3 separate regions of the Mus musculus genome follow, and regions 1 and 3 are each linked to region 2. A link is a contact called in public HiCAR-type and promoter capture Hi-C data. All regions are on one chromosome and are shown on one strand. The core of a region is the stretch at or near the end of the contact, and the rest is flanking DNA. Distances in the headings are between cores, read along the strand shown.

Region 1 (4,342 bases), core at 1,821-4,320, 1.8 Mb after region 2:
ATGAAGGAAAGGTGACAAAGACATGATAAATGTTAGGAATGCACCTCATGAAGGCGTTTTCACACGCAGACCATTCATCACACTTTACTCTATGAAATGGCCTCCTCTCTCTCCTGCCTTATGCCTGGCCGGTTTTGTTCTTTCTCACACTTAGTCAACCGGCTTCAAGGGGCTTCTGCTTTCTGGCTGTGTGTATTTATTTCATCTCCTCTAGCATCTTCTTTGTAGTTTCATGACTCACATACACATGCACACACAACACATGCACACACAACACAGGCACACACAACACATGCACACACACACAACACATGCACACACACACAACTCTACATCGAAGAAAACACATTTCTTTTGCTTTTTGTTTTTTTAATCTTTCAGAGTCCAATTTTCTTACACGCGTTCGCGACCGGCCAGGAAAGACGCAACAAACCGGAATCTTCTGCGGCAAAACTTTATTGCTTACATCTTCAGGAGCCAGAGTGCAAGAGAGCAAGAGAGAGAAAGAAAAAGAACAAGAAAGCAAGAGAGAGAAAAAGCAAGAACAAGAGAGAGAAAAAGCAAGAACAAGAGAGAGAAAAAGCAAGAACAAGAGAGAGAAAAAGCAAGAACAAGAGAGAGAAAAAGCAAGAACAAGAGAGAGAAAAAGCAAGAACAAGAGAGAGAAAAAGCAAGAACAAGAGAGAGAAAAAGCAAGAACAAGAGAGAGAAAAAGCAAGAGCAAGAAAAAGAACAAGAACAAGAAAGCAAGAGAAAGAACAAGAAAGCAAGAGAGAGAAAAAGAACAAGAAAGCAAGAGAAAGAAAAAGAACAAGAGCAAGAAAAAGAACAAGAACAAGAAAGCAAGAGAAAGAACAAGAATGGCAAAACCCCGTCCCTTTTAAGGAGAATTATCCTCCGCCTAGGACGTATTACTCCCTGATTGGCTGCAGCCCATCGGCCCAGTTGTCATCACGAGAAAGGCAGAACACATGGCGGGAAAACTGCCCCTGCACGTGTGCAGATTATGTTTACCACTTAGAACACAGCTGTCAGCGCCATCTTATAATGGCAAATGTGAGGGCGGCTTCCCACACAATTTTGCTTAATATAGTGATTTCTGTCCCGTCCATCATCTTGTCAGTGTAAGATTTCTGTTTTTCTTACCACTAAGTAACTTTCCATCCGGGCAGGTGACATGGCAGTTTCTAATTTAAGCCTTTTGAGAGAAATGATTTCCACAGTGAATGCACAAATACTTTTGTTGCTGTTGTTATTTGTGTAATAATAAATGATATTTAAGTTTCATTTTTTTGTTTCATTTCTTTTTGCTAGTAATAGTTATAGATGTTTGATTATCTCAAATAATCAAAACTCAGATTAAAAGAGGGGTGATAATCATTATTATTACATTTTGTGTTTCATAGTTTGATAGAACATGTGACTTTATAAGAAAATAAAAACCATATAACTGTAACTGAAATATTTCTCAAGACAGAAAAATAAACATCTCATTTTTCACTTGCTTTAAGAAAATGAGTTCACTAGACTAATGGTATCAGTGTTATGTATGCTCAGACTCTAGAAGTGAAGTGTCAGCCCACAGGGGCAGAGAAGACTCTCGCAAAAACAAAAAACAAAACAAAACAAAACAAACAAACAAACAAAAACACCAGTGGCACATAAAACGAGGTTGTGTAAAATCGCACAGAGCAGAGTTCAAATCTAGGCTCCAAAATTTTAGCCTTCGTTGTCTCATCCACAGCTGTACTCACTATCAACACTTAAAATAAATCTGCTGAAAGACCGCACCAAGTTTCTGCCACACAGAAAGCATTGAACACGAGATAACCATATCTTAATGAAATGCCAGGTTCCTGCTCCAGGAACTGTAGGAACAGTCTCCTATTTCTTCAGCCAGTGAGAAGACCCGTAAACATCAGATGTAAAAACCTAGAGATCTGAAAAACAAAACTACCGTTTTGAGTAATGTGTACAGAAAGCCGGTAAGCAGACCTGAGTCCAGGGGCCTAAGGAAGCGACTTCCTGGATCCAGAGTTAAACCCATCTGGGTATGGAGCATCGAATACAAGTACTTTGAAGGAGCAGCAAGGGCTGTGACTAACCTACTCTGAAGACTTAAATGAGACACATATGGTCTGTGGAAGCTGAAACAGAAGGACCACCGAAAGACTTATACCAGCCTGAACTAAATGGTAGACATCCGAGTGCTCCTCTTCCCCCAAACCCACGTGCTTAAGGCAGAGAAACAGCTACAGCTGAGAAAGCCAAGTTTAAGCTACAGGGTGACTTTATTGTGGGGTTCCAAGCCTCCACACCTGCCCTCATTCAGGTCCACTGTCTCTACAGGAGCTTTTTTCCCCTTTTTAGAGCGTCCGCAGAGGCTGCACCCTAGCACTCTGGGGCTGTCAACTCAACAGACACCTAAAAAAACTCATTCACGCAGACCACTCCGCAAGCATTCTGAGCAGGTCCCAGGCGGTAGGCGGGGCCACCAGCCCAAGTCCTCCAATGAAAAAGTGCACCCAGGCAGCTCAATTTGCATACAAGACAAAGCATACCAAATACAAAAAGTAATGAGACGCTCATAACTAGTGAGAACTACAAATGTCCACAGCTCCTTTCTGATGCTTTGTGGGCCCTGAAAAGGGCCTTTGTGGATGGGGGAAGCCGGCCAAGGGAACGGCCTAGGCACAGGAGGGCTCGCTTAGCCGCCGAAGCCGTACAGAGTGCGGCCCTGGCGCTTGAGCGCGTACACCACGTCCATAGCCGTAACCGTCTTGCGCTTGGCGTGCTCGGTGTAGGTGACGGCGTCGCGGATCACATTCTCAAGGAAAACCTTGAGGACACCGCGAGTCTCCTCGTAGATGAGACCCGAGATGCGCTTCACGCCGCCACGCCGAGCCAACCGCCGGATAGCGGGCTTGGTAATGCCCTGGATGTTGTCGCGGAGAACCTTGCGGTGTCGCTTGGCGCCACCTTTCCCCAGACCCTTGCCGCCTTTTCCTCGTCCTGACATATTAGTAAACAACCTAATAAAGAGACAGGAGAAACTACAGTAATCCGCCGCCGAGCAAGAGCTTATATTTCCTGGGAGCGGACCTGATTGAAAACAGCAAGGAGTGGGCGGAGCTCTAGACTCCACCCCCTGGCTCTTTGTGCTCTGCTGTCTCCCAAGAACCATAAAACCCTTTCGGTTCCCTCTCCAAATTCCAGGAACCCTAGCACATTTGAAAGTTTAAATAATATAAGGTAACAATCTATTTCTCCTCTTTTTTTTTTTTAGCACAAATAAAAACGGCGCATCATGCTTGTTATCTTCAGTGCACGCTGATTCGGTATTTTCTAAGCAGCATGCTTGTTTTTACACAACTTTAATGTGAAAATGAAAAGAAGCTAGCAATAGAAATCTAGCTTACTAGGTCTTATACCGAAGCAGTTTACATTTTCACGAGAGAGTCTTTTGAGGGGATAGAAGTGTTTTAGTGCCTTTCTTTTGTGGCCACGATAAGAAAATTATGCTAGTTCCCACTTCCTATTTGGTTTCAACTGTTTCTGCAGTGTATGGATTTTCTGCTCCTGCATTGCAAACACATTGGTATTCGCTTTTCAGCCAATTGTTCCTATAGTTACTTAGCTGAACTATTGTAACTTGTCATTTAGATCCGAGGTCCTTGTTGCTTGCGTTTAAAAGAGACCTGGTGACTCACATCTGTAATTTAGGCTCTCCGGAGGCTGAGGCAGGATTGCCAAGAGCTGGGGCCAGCCTAGGCTAGACAGACTCAAATACATTTCCCCTCCTCCCCACTCAAATAGCTTGTAAAGTACCAGAAGTCAAAAGCATGACTCCGAATAACAGGACTGTCCTTAAGTTTGTTTCGTTTTTAAAGACAGCAGGTTTTGGGCTGGAGAGATGGCTCAGTGGTGAAGAGCACTGACTGCTCTTCTGAAGGTCCTGAGTTCAAATTCCAGCAACCACATGGTGGCTCACAACCACCTGTAATGAGAACTGATGCCCTCTTCTGGTGTGTCTGAAGATAGCTACAGTGTACTTACATATAATAAATAAATAAATCTTAAAAAAAAAGAAAAAGGCAGCAGGATAAATGCGTTTAGTTTGTAGTACTTTACAATTCCCATTAGTTCCACAACTCAAACAGCATTTCATTTGTTTGTCCCCTCCCTGTCTCTTAGAGATTGAGCTCTAGGATAGCTGGAGGGGGAAGAAGCCTTAATCATTGAATTTTACCTCATGATTTTAAATCCCTTGCTCTTCAGAATTCTTACCAAAATGAAAGCTGCTGCCAGAATACTTATTCAAATTTGTAAAACTGTGTGTCAA
Region 2 (4,332 bases), core at 122-2,621:
TCCAAATGGGGCAGAGCAAGAGGCAAGTTCAATGCCAGTCTGATCTACTTAATGAGTTCTAGGCTAGCCAGAACTCCATAGTGAGACCGCACTGAACAGATGCAAGAGACTCCAAATGAATAAGGGGGACTTTTGTTTCGTTTTGGGAACAGGGTCTCACGTAGCCCAGGCTGGATTCCAACTAGCTATGAATCCGAAGCTGACCTTGAATGTCTAACCCTCAAGCTTTTACTTCCTGGTGCTGGAATTACAGGGGTGGGCCACAGTGATGGGTTTCTGGGTGCCAGTGTTAGAATCCAGGGCCTCCGCGTGCTAGTCTACTGCACCTCCAGCTGGAGACATGAATCATTTAGGTGAAAACCAGTTTGGCCTTTGACGATGGTGTCAGGGGTCCTTTGGTGAGACTGGGTTTCCCAACTAAGCTTCAGCTTCTCCCCTCCCCCCACCCCCACCCTAACTGCTTCAGGGATAGCTATGGGGTGCATCGCCATCTGGTCTGGGTAAAGGCACAGAAAGAAGCTACATTCATTTCCCCGCCTGCACGCTCTGTAATAGATAACTGTTTTTCAGACCCTGCTGGGGAACCTGTAGCTAGAATCCACTCATTTAACCATGATGCAAGCTACAGTCCTCGCTTCATATGAAAACCCCGGAAGCCATCATCTCCCCGCTGCCATGGAAAGTGTATAATTAGCTCGGTGTGCAGCTTGACCCCAGTGATTTTTCTGACGCACTTGGCCCCGCAGTGTGCCCTTTTTGAGACCTCCTGTGTCTTCTCCACAGCTGGAGATGCCCTAAACTGCACGCAGCACTTCCTGTGGGCGTGGTCTTGAATTTTAGGCGCTCCTTGGTGCTGGCTGCCCTCCCTTAATGGGTCACATGCTTCAGCTACTTACATCCCCACAAAGCTCTTTGAAAAGGACCATGAGTGGCTGTATCGATCATAATTAAGTTTTCCGGTCCCTCCTATTTCTTTTTAAAAATGATTTTCTGATGGAGTCCTCTCAAAGAAACACTATAATTGGGCAGCCTGGGGCATGTGGGAAAGCCTCCCCCGATGGCGTCAGTAGCTATTCTCAGGAGAGGAAAGGCAGGGTATCCCCACTGGGAGATGACAGCACTTGTTTCAAGTTGGGGAAGAGCCTGTGGTTCTCTTCCTGCGTTTGGAGGGGAAAGCGAACACACAATATTCATTTCCTAAATACGGGACGTGCTTTGCCAGCGTCTCTTTTTCCAACATGTCATATCCTGGCCGAAGGCAGCAGGGGTCAGGGCAGGAAACAGCAGCTTCTCAGAATGAGACAAGGCTTTCCCAGAGCCGTCATTGGCTCCTGGGAGCTATAAAGTATGCTCGTCCAGAAACAGTCTCCCACTTTTCTTCCTGGAGGCCAGAGTGAAGGGTAAGTGGGGAGTCCGAGGGATGTGTCTGCAATGGGATTGGTGATATCGGGGTCAACTCTCGAGGCGTCATGTATTTGGAGTGACTTTTTCCCAACCTTCTTGTTACCTGAAAACTTCTTACTGGTCAGCTAGATCATGGAGGTCAACCAGGAGCTGTAGGACCTATGAGTCAGGAGACCAGTGTTCTTCTGGGGGCACTGAGAAACATCAGCTGTTGGTAGCCGGTCTCTAAAGGCCTTCATCTTAACCGAGGACAATGAGTTCTGGCTGTGCATGCCGATGCAAGCCTGGAATTCTAGAACTCAGGAGGTGGAGGCCGGAGAATCGGGGGTTTGAGGTCAACTTGGACTATGTAACAGCCTGTCTTTAAAAACAACAAAAACAAATGGAGAAAGATAAAAAATTAAATAACTTCTGCCCTGCTCGTTCAGGTCCGACATGCTCTTTCAGTGACTTATTTGGTGCCTTTAAGAAGTTCTGACTGGTGGAGAGTACAGTGTGTATGAAAATGGGGCTCCCTCATTACCAGGACAGATGGCCTTTTACAGATGAACCTGGTACATTCAGCTTTCTCCCTTAGTCACCTTTTATTGGCTTCAGTCCATCTGGACCCAAGGAAGCCTCCAGTGAGCTGCTAGCTAGCACCTTTTCTTTTTTACCTTGAGACAAATTCTTGTTATGTAGCCTTGGATGGCCTAGAACTCAGTATTTAGACCAGGTTGGCCTTGAACTCTCAATGATCCTGCCTCTGCCTCCCAAGTGCTAGGATTAGAGAGAGGGACAGGGACATTGAGAGAAGGAGAGAGAGAGAGAGAGAGAGAGAGAGAGAGAGAGAGAGAGAGAATATAATGATATAATGAGAATGGGGGGGGCAAGTACCTTGAGTCCCTAGGACACAAGTCTCCACATAATGAAAAGTTTTTGTTACGTTACATGCACGGTTTGCTACTTTTAAGGTGTTCTCTTCTTTTTATTGGTCCTTGTTTGTCAGGAGTTGGGGAATAGAATAGGGTGTCACACCAGACAATGGCTCTACCCCTGAGCTGCATCCTCAGCCCAAGTGTCATTTTGAAAACAGAGCAAAGTCTCTGTTTTCAGAGCATTTACCTGGAGCAGCTTTCTAATAGTCTCCACCTTCCCGTTTAAACCTTTATTTAAATCTGTGGATGGTGTCCATAGATTTTGTTCCCTGGAAGGAAAGCAGAAGACAGCATAATCTCTGTTGGAACGCACAGTTAACGGGTTCTGGGAACTTGTGTGACTTGTCCCAGGCTCCAGAGCCTTTGGAAACTTGACCCATAACCCAGTAGTAACCTACCTCCCTGTTCCCAGTCCTGAGTGGTTTATTTATTCGTGTATTCATTTCGGCAGCCTTGTGGATTGAGTCTGAGGGTTGAACGCTAGGTAAGTGATCTACCATTAAGGCAACACGCCCAGCATAAAGTCTATTAATTATTTGAGGACTCTCTAGAGAGTGCACCGGGCAGCTCTAGCCTAGGGCAGCAACGGGTGCGGAAACTCGGGCTAACTGTGCGTCTATGTCCCTCACAGGGCATGGAGAAGCGGGCGGCCTGGGAGCCGCAGGGCGCCGATGCGCTGCGGCGCTTCCAAGGATTGCTGCTGGACCGCCGTGGCCGGCTGCACAGCCAAGTGCTGCGCCTGCGCGAAGTGGCCCGGAGGCTGGAGCGGCTACGCAGGCGCTCCCTGGCGGCCAACGTGGCGGGCAGCTCTCTGAGCGCCGCTGGTGCCCTGGCAGCCATCGTGGGGTTGTCACTCAGCCCGGTCACCCTGGGAGCCTCGCTCGTGGCGTCGGCCGTGGGCTTAGGGGTGGCCACCGCCGGAGGGGCAGTCACCATCACGTCCGACCTCTCTCTGATCTTCTGCAATTCCCGGGAGGTGCGGAGGGTGCAGGAGATCGCCGCCACCTGCCAGGACCAGATGCGCGAGCTTCTGAGCTGCCTGGAGTTCTTCTGTCAGTGGCAGGGACGCAGGGACCGCCAGCTGCTGCAGAGCGGGAGGGACGCCTCCATGGCCCTTTACAACTCTGTCTACTTCATCGTCTTCTTCGGCTCACGTGGCTTCCTCATCCCCAGACGTGCCGAGGGGGCCACCAAAGTGAGCCAGGCCGTCCTGAAGGCCAAGATTCAGAAACTGTCAGAGAGCCTGGAGTCGTGCACTGGCGCCCTGGATGAACTTAGTGAGCAGCTGGAGTCCCGGGTCCAGCTCTGCACCAAGGCCGGCCGTGGCCACAACCTCAGGATCTCCACTGATCTGGACGCAGCGTTGTTTTTCTAAGAGCATCCTCTACCTATATGGAATGTTCTAGAGTCGTAGCATCCACAGGGAAGTGCTACATGGGTGGAGTGCAAAGGATGATAGGAACTCTTCTTGCAGGGCTTCCGTCAGTCCTTAGCTCCTTGTGTGTGTGAAGGACTTTTCGCTTGTGTAATCCCAACTGAGTATGTGATCCTTTTTGTCTTTGTAGGGATTGTAGACCCAACCTGGGCCGCGGAGCTGACTTGCTCTGCTCTTCCCACCCCAGTTTATCCACTCATAGACCAAATCTGACTATTGCATACTTTCCCAGCATGGCTTCAAATTCACACCTCTAGGTACCCTGAGAGGGAAAGCCACCCGAAGAGTCACTTTAATCCCAACATACTCACCCGCCTTCACTTCTGTAAAGAAGCTGGGGGAGGGGTGAGATGCAGTCCCTGACAATTTTAAATAACTGACCACAAAGAGGAGAGCAACGGCCTTTGAGTTAAACAGTCTTGGACTGATCACAGGCTCTGTCCCCCACCGGTCGTGTGACTTAGCCACCTTCTCTTGCTGAGACTTGGCTTGTTCAGTGACACAGATGGTGGTAAGAACACACCCTGTTGTGAAGCCCTGAGATAAGAAAGGACCTTCAGAGTCACTCTCAGAAAG
Region 3 (4,355 bases), core at 578-3,077, 1.8 Mb after region 2:
CCTGCCTCTGCCTCCCAAGTGCTGGGATTAAAGGCGTGCGCCACCACGCCCGGCTTTCTTTACCTTTCTTGACCACAAAGAAAAGGCTAGTATCTGTACTAGTCAACACAGTGAGAATATCATTAACTACTCAAAAGTTTAACCCTTTCCTATGGATTATATAGTGCTGTTAACTGAATAAAGAAATCAACAAGAACTTTGCACTTATAATGCTATTGTTTGGAATATAGACTGAGCCATATGAGACGATCTCAAAACAAACCAAAACCAATTGAGAAATATTCTAACAATGCAATGCAAACCCTGAGGACATCTTTCCGACCTGTATAAGGGGATATGAAACAGGAGTGGAGATAATGAATCTGGGTTAAAGACAAATACATGCTCTTTACTTTCTCCTTAGACTGCTCATTCCACACGCCAGATGGCAAAATGCAATCCATTCAAACATATTTATCTTGATTTAATACCAAATCAAATGATTTATGACTCTCAAACAAAAGAAATAAAAAATGAAGTATTAGAACTCCTCAAACTTAACATTAAAGTATATTCTTACTAGCACATATGACTCCTGATTTATGTATTTTGAGGGAATTAAAAGTGGTAGTCACGGTAGGGAAATATTTTAAGGCCAGGCTTTCATTATTATCACTTCTTTCTCTTCCATTCCAAATGAATGAAACTTCCAAAAATTAGCCTTGCCCATAGTAAAAAAAGGAACAAATATTTCCTGTTCAAAGTGTGCGACACTTTCCTACAGGCTACATCTCCTGTGGCTCCCCCTTTAAGCATTAAACAAATCTACTTTCTTTCTACATTAGGAAAGGGAAGATCCCGAGGTAAATTTGAGACTCTAATTCCCTTGGCTCCTTAGGTGGGACTCTGTAAGTTGTTTTAGTTAATGCTTTTTTTCATCAAGCGTTCAGCTGGCCGGCTCCCTGCTGCTTCCCAGATATTTCAGAACTGATCGGTGTCGATTATGTCATTACAGATGTTTCTCTATCAGAAAGCAGAAGGGGCAGGAGTTTGGGAAGAAGGGAAGAGAAGGGTACTGACTATAGGGAACTACAAAAAGGCACGGATACAACAAATTCTATTTTTGATCTTTTCTTTAGTGTTTCCCTTCTTAAACCAGCCTCGGGCTCTCGTTTTGACGCCATCCCATCACACACACCTAAAAACCAATCAGCTACGAGTCAAGGAGAATTTTTACAAGACCATAGTGCCTCTGCCTGCAAACGTTGGCAGAGACAAGGTCAAAAGACCATGGGAACCCAGGCAGCACAAACGCAACCCGACCGGTCCGGTCCGGTCCGGGTCCACTCCAGGAGGCCTCACAGCAACTGCCGAAACCATAGCGACGGTTGATAGCGACTCGAGCGGCTAGACGTCAGCCCGCCGCCACCGGTCGCCGCACTCGGGCGGTGGGTCTGACCCGGCGGGAGATCCCGCCCGAGAACCCGTCGGACGCAGTGCCAGGCCGGCCCCGAGCCCTGAAACCCGAGGCTCCCGCCACCCCGGGCCCAGCGGAGGAAGAGCGCGGCCTCTGGGCCTGGTGTTTCAGAGAAGGCTTCGCAGGCCCCGGGGAGGGTCGCGGAAAACGGAGCACCGAGTCCCCACGCACTCACACGACTGCGAGGCTCCCGGGACGGCGAGAGCAGCTAGCGGGCGGTCCCGGAGGACTCTCTGCGAAGGGGCCTTCACCTCTGCCCCTCGGTCAACCACCCGGGAACCGCCATCTTGAAACCTCGCGCCCCTCCGCCAGCTCACGTCACTTCCTGTTCCCGCTGGCCGCGATCTCACCGCGTTGCCAGGCACTGGGCCCATAGAGCGAATACAACAACTTCAGAGCCAGAGGTACTTCCGCTCTCATTCACTATCCGATTGGATAACTATAGGCCAAGAGACCCGCCTCATTCCAGAGTATTGTAGATTGACACTAATATAACCCAATAGAAATAAAAAGTAAGGAAGCTGCTATTTGATTGGCCAATTGTTCTCAGAATTCTGACGCATTTCCGCAACTGCTTCTCTCTGGGGACACACTAGGTAGCGGTATGCGTACGCTTCTGTGTCGGCCATTGGATCTGTGTTAGTTGTCGTGTGTAAATGGATGCTGTTTTTCAGGAATGCTTCCATAGAAAACAAGTTAGGTAATAACACTGGGCACCGAGTCTAAGGTGCTCAGCAAACATCAGCCCTCTAAACCTACAGCATGTGATGAACTGAACAAATAGTTCCTAGGGGAGACTCATAAATCTACACGAAAATGTATATTTTAAAAGAGAAACGGTACATTTGTCGATTTTCCAGAGGAGAAGTTATTACATAACACTTCAAATGAACTTTGCATCAACCCAAACTCCTTTATGATGTCATTGCACACTCTAGATTTATCTGAAGTCTTCCTTTGAGGGTTCTCTAGAGTCACAGAACTTGTGGATAGTCTCTATATAGAAAGGGACTTTGTTATGATGACTTACGGTCTGTAGTCCACCTCCCCAACAATGGTCAGCTGTGAATGGGAAGTCCAAGGATCTAGGAGTTGCTCAGTCCCACCAGGCTAGTAGATTCCAACTGATGGGCTGGCAAGTAAATGCAAGCAGAGGAGGAAGAGAAAAACTTCCATCTTCCAATGTCTTATAGATCTCCAGAAGAAGGTGTGGTTCAGATTAAAGGTGTGTACCGCCACGCCTGGATCTGGGCCTTGTACTCAGAGATCTTACCTTACTCTCCTGGGGATACATAGCCACTATGCCTCAAGATTTCCATGCCAAGATCAAGGTCAGAAACTTGTATTTCCCAGCCTCAAGATCTGGATCACAGGTGAACCTTCCAATTCTGGATTGTGGTTTGTTCTAGATATAGCTGATAACCAGAAATAGCTATTATATTTCCCTTCTACATCCCCATTCCTTAAGACTCCTCCCCATCCTTTCCCCTTAAAGGTAAGCATTTAAAACGAAATCTTCATAAAGTGTGAACTTGGTCTGTCTCGAAAAAAAACCAAAAAGCAAAACAAAACAACAAAAAACCAAAAACAAAAAAACACAAATCAAAAAACCAAAAACACCCTCACACTTGGTTATTTTTCAACTTAGTTTCAGCATCCTTAACAGAAAAGGTCCTAAGGGAATTTTTGACATCAAGTACTTTGAAAGAACTGATTGAGGTGTATATTAATTTTTAGGATGTTGTAGATAGGCACTAATGTTACAATGAATTAATAACCAATAGAACATTTACAATTTATATTAAAACAAATGTGTTCCCTAACAATGTAACATCAGTACCATACTAAAACTACCTTTGACTTAGTGGGAAAAAAAATAAGTATTCAATAAATAATCTGGGCTGGCCACCATCTCCCTATCCCTCTGTCTCATTGTTTAGATGGATTGAATTACAGTTAGAAGCCTTGATGCCTGGGAATGTCATTAATTCTTGTTTTGATTACTCTTTGAGTGTCAGTAATAGCAAGACCTATTAGTTCATAAAATAAAAACCAGGTAATAAATTTAGAAAGTGACACAAATTGTGATATTTTGAAACTAATTTATAAAACCAGTGATAACATAGAAATTAATACATTTGGAAAAGTTATGTGGCTAGTTAAAATTCTTCATCTGCTTGTAAAATTTTCCTGAGATATACTGGATACTTTATACCAATGATTTATTTTTGTCTTTGCGTTAAAAACCAAACGACTATAACCAGGACTATCTCAACATTGTTACATACAATGGTTTTTGAAGTAGACCCTAAAAACGGCTTAGTGAGAATGGTTAGATAAAGGTTTAGAAAACAAATGCTGTATCTAGAGAAACTAAGTTCCATCAATAGGCCTCCATGGCCTCTCCTTTTCCTGAGTTCAGGAGGCAATTAACATAGGTCTGCAAATGCTTTATGGGGCAGAGGGAGCTGCCTCTTTTTGGTGGTACTGAAAATAAAATTATCCCCCTGAAAAATAGAAATTAATTACTTTCCTTTAATCAACAAATTCTTAACAGGGAGTGAGCCTTTTTCTTCACTCTAACATATTTTATGCAGGGATCACTGCATTTTATGCCTTGTTTTGTTTACAATGTTCCACACACTTTGACCACTCAAGAGATAGATGACAAACAGGTGGTCAATATTGACTGCATTACAGACAACATTTATTATCTCATCCTTTCCCAATCCATCCAGCCACGCTTTGAACTGAGGAGAACCTCGCAGATGCATGGCTTTCGTTCATTCTGGAACATAATGTTGTTGAGGTTGCTCTGCCTTCATTTCCGGGTGGCAGACAATTGTATTTAATCTGGTGGAAGAAAATGTTGATATGATTTTGCAGTCTTTTCCAGTTC

The links. HiCAR-type assays count read pairs that join an accessible place to other places. Capture Hi-C pulls out chosen DNA fragments and counts their contacts.
Region 1: a contact with region 2 is called in a promoter capture Hi-C map of adipose tissue, with 2.4 times the contacts expected there. The contact joins the promoter of H4f16 here to the promoter of Apold1 in region 2. A contact is called at or near these places in 2 of 39 promoter capture datasets (the 3T3-L1 cell line and pre-B cells), 1 of 484 Hi-C or Micro-C datasets (the N1E-115 cell line), 4 of 115 datasets of contacts at active chromatin or transcription factors (astrocytes, embryonic stem cells, large pre-B cells and 1 more) and 1 of 9 other capture datasets (adipose tissue).
Region 3: a HiCAR-type map of astrocytes shows a contact between it and region 2, with 6 times the contacts expected there. The contact joins the promoter of Wbp11 here to the promoter of Apold1 in region 2. A contact is called at or near these places in 2 of 39 promoter capture datasets (the 3T3-L1 cell line and pre-B cells), 3 of 115 datasets of contacts at active chromatin or transcription factors (DN3 thymocytes, astrocytes and embryonic stem cells) and 1 of 9 other capture datasets (adipose tissue).

The regions. Positions count from the first base shown.
Region 1 is chr6:136,801,361-136,805,702 of GRCm38.p6, forward strand. It overlaps H4f16 (H4 histone 16), which reads right to left and starts at 3,071. Exons shown (of 1, transcript NM_175652.3): 1 at 2,633-3,071. The coding sequence starts at 3,019. The coding sequence ends at 2,708.
Region 2 is chr6:134,980,630-134,984,961 of GRCm38.p6, forward strand. It overlaps Apold1 (apolipoprotein L domain containing 1), which reads left to right and starts at 1,372. Exons shown (of 2, transcript NM_001109914.1): 1 at 1,372-1,400; 2 at 2,953-4,332. The coding sequence starts at 2,956. The coding sequence ends at 3,696. Gm36428 (a long non-coding RNA gene) reads right to left here and starts at 3,016. Exons shown (of 3, transcript XR_003956531.1): 1 at 2,509-3,016; 2 at 1,508-1,765; 3 at 1,269-1,426.
Region 3 is chr6:136,826,389-136,830,743 of GRCm38.p6, forward strand. It overlaps Wbp11 (WW domain binding protein 11), which reads right to left and starts at 1,828. Exons shown (of 12, transcript NM_021714.4): 1 at 1,632-1,828. It overlaps BC049715 (cDNA sequence BC049715), which reads left to right and starts at 2,455. Exons shown (of 3, transcript NM_178776.3): 1 at 2,455-2,681. Smco3 (single-pass membrane protein with coiled-coil domains 3) reads right to left here. Exons shown (of 2, transcript NM_001039558.2): 2 at 3,543-4,355.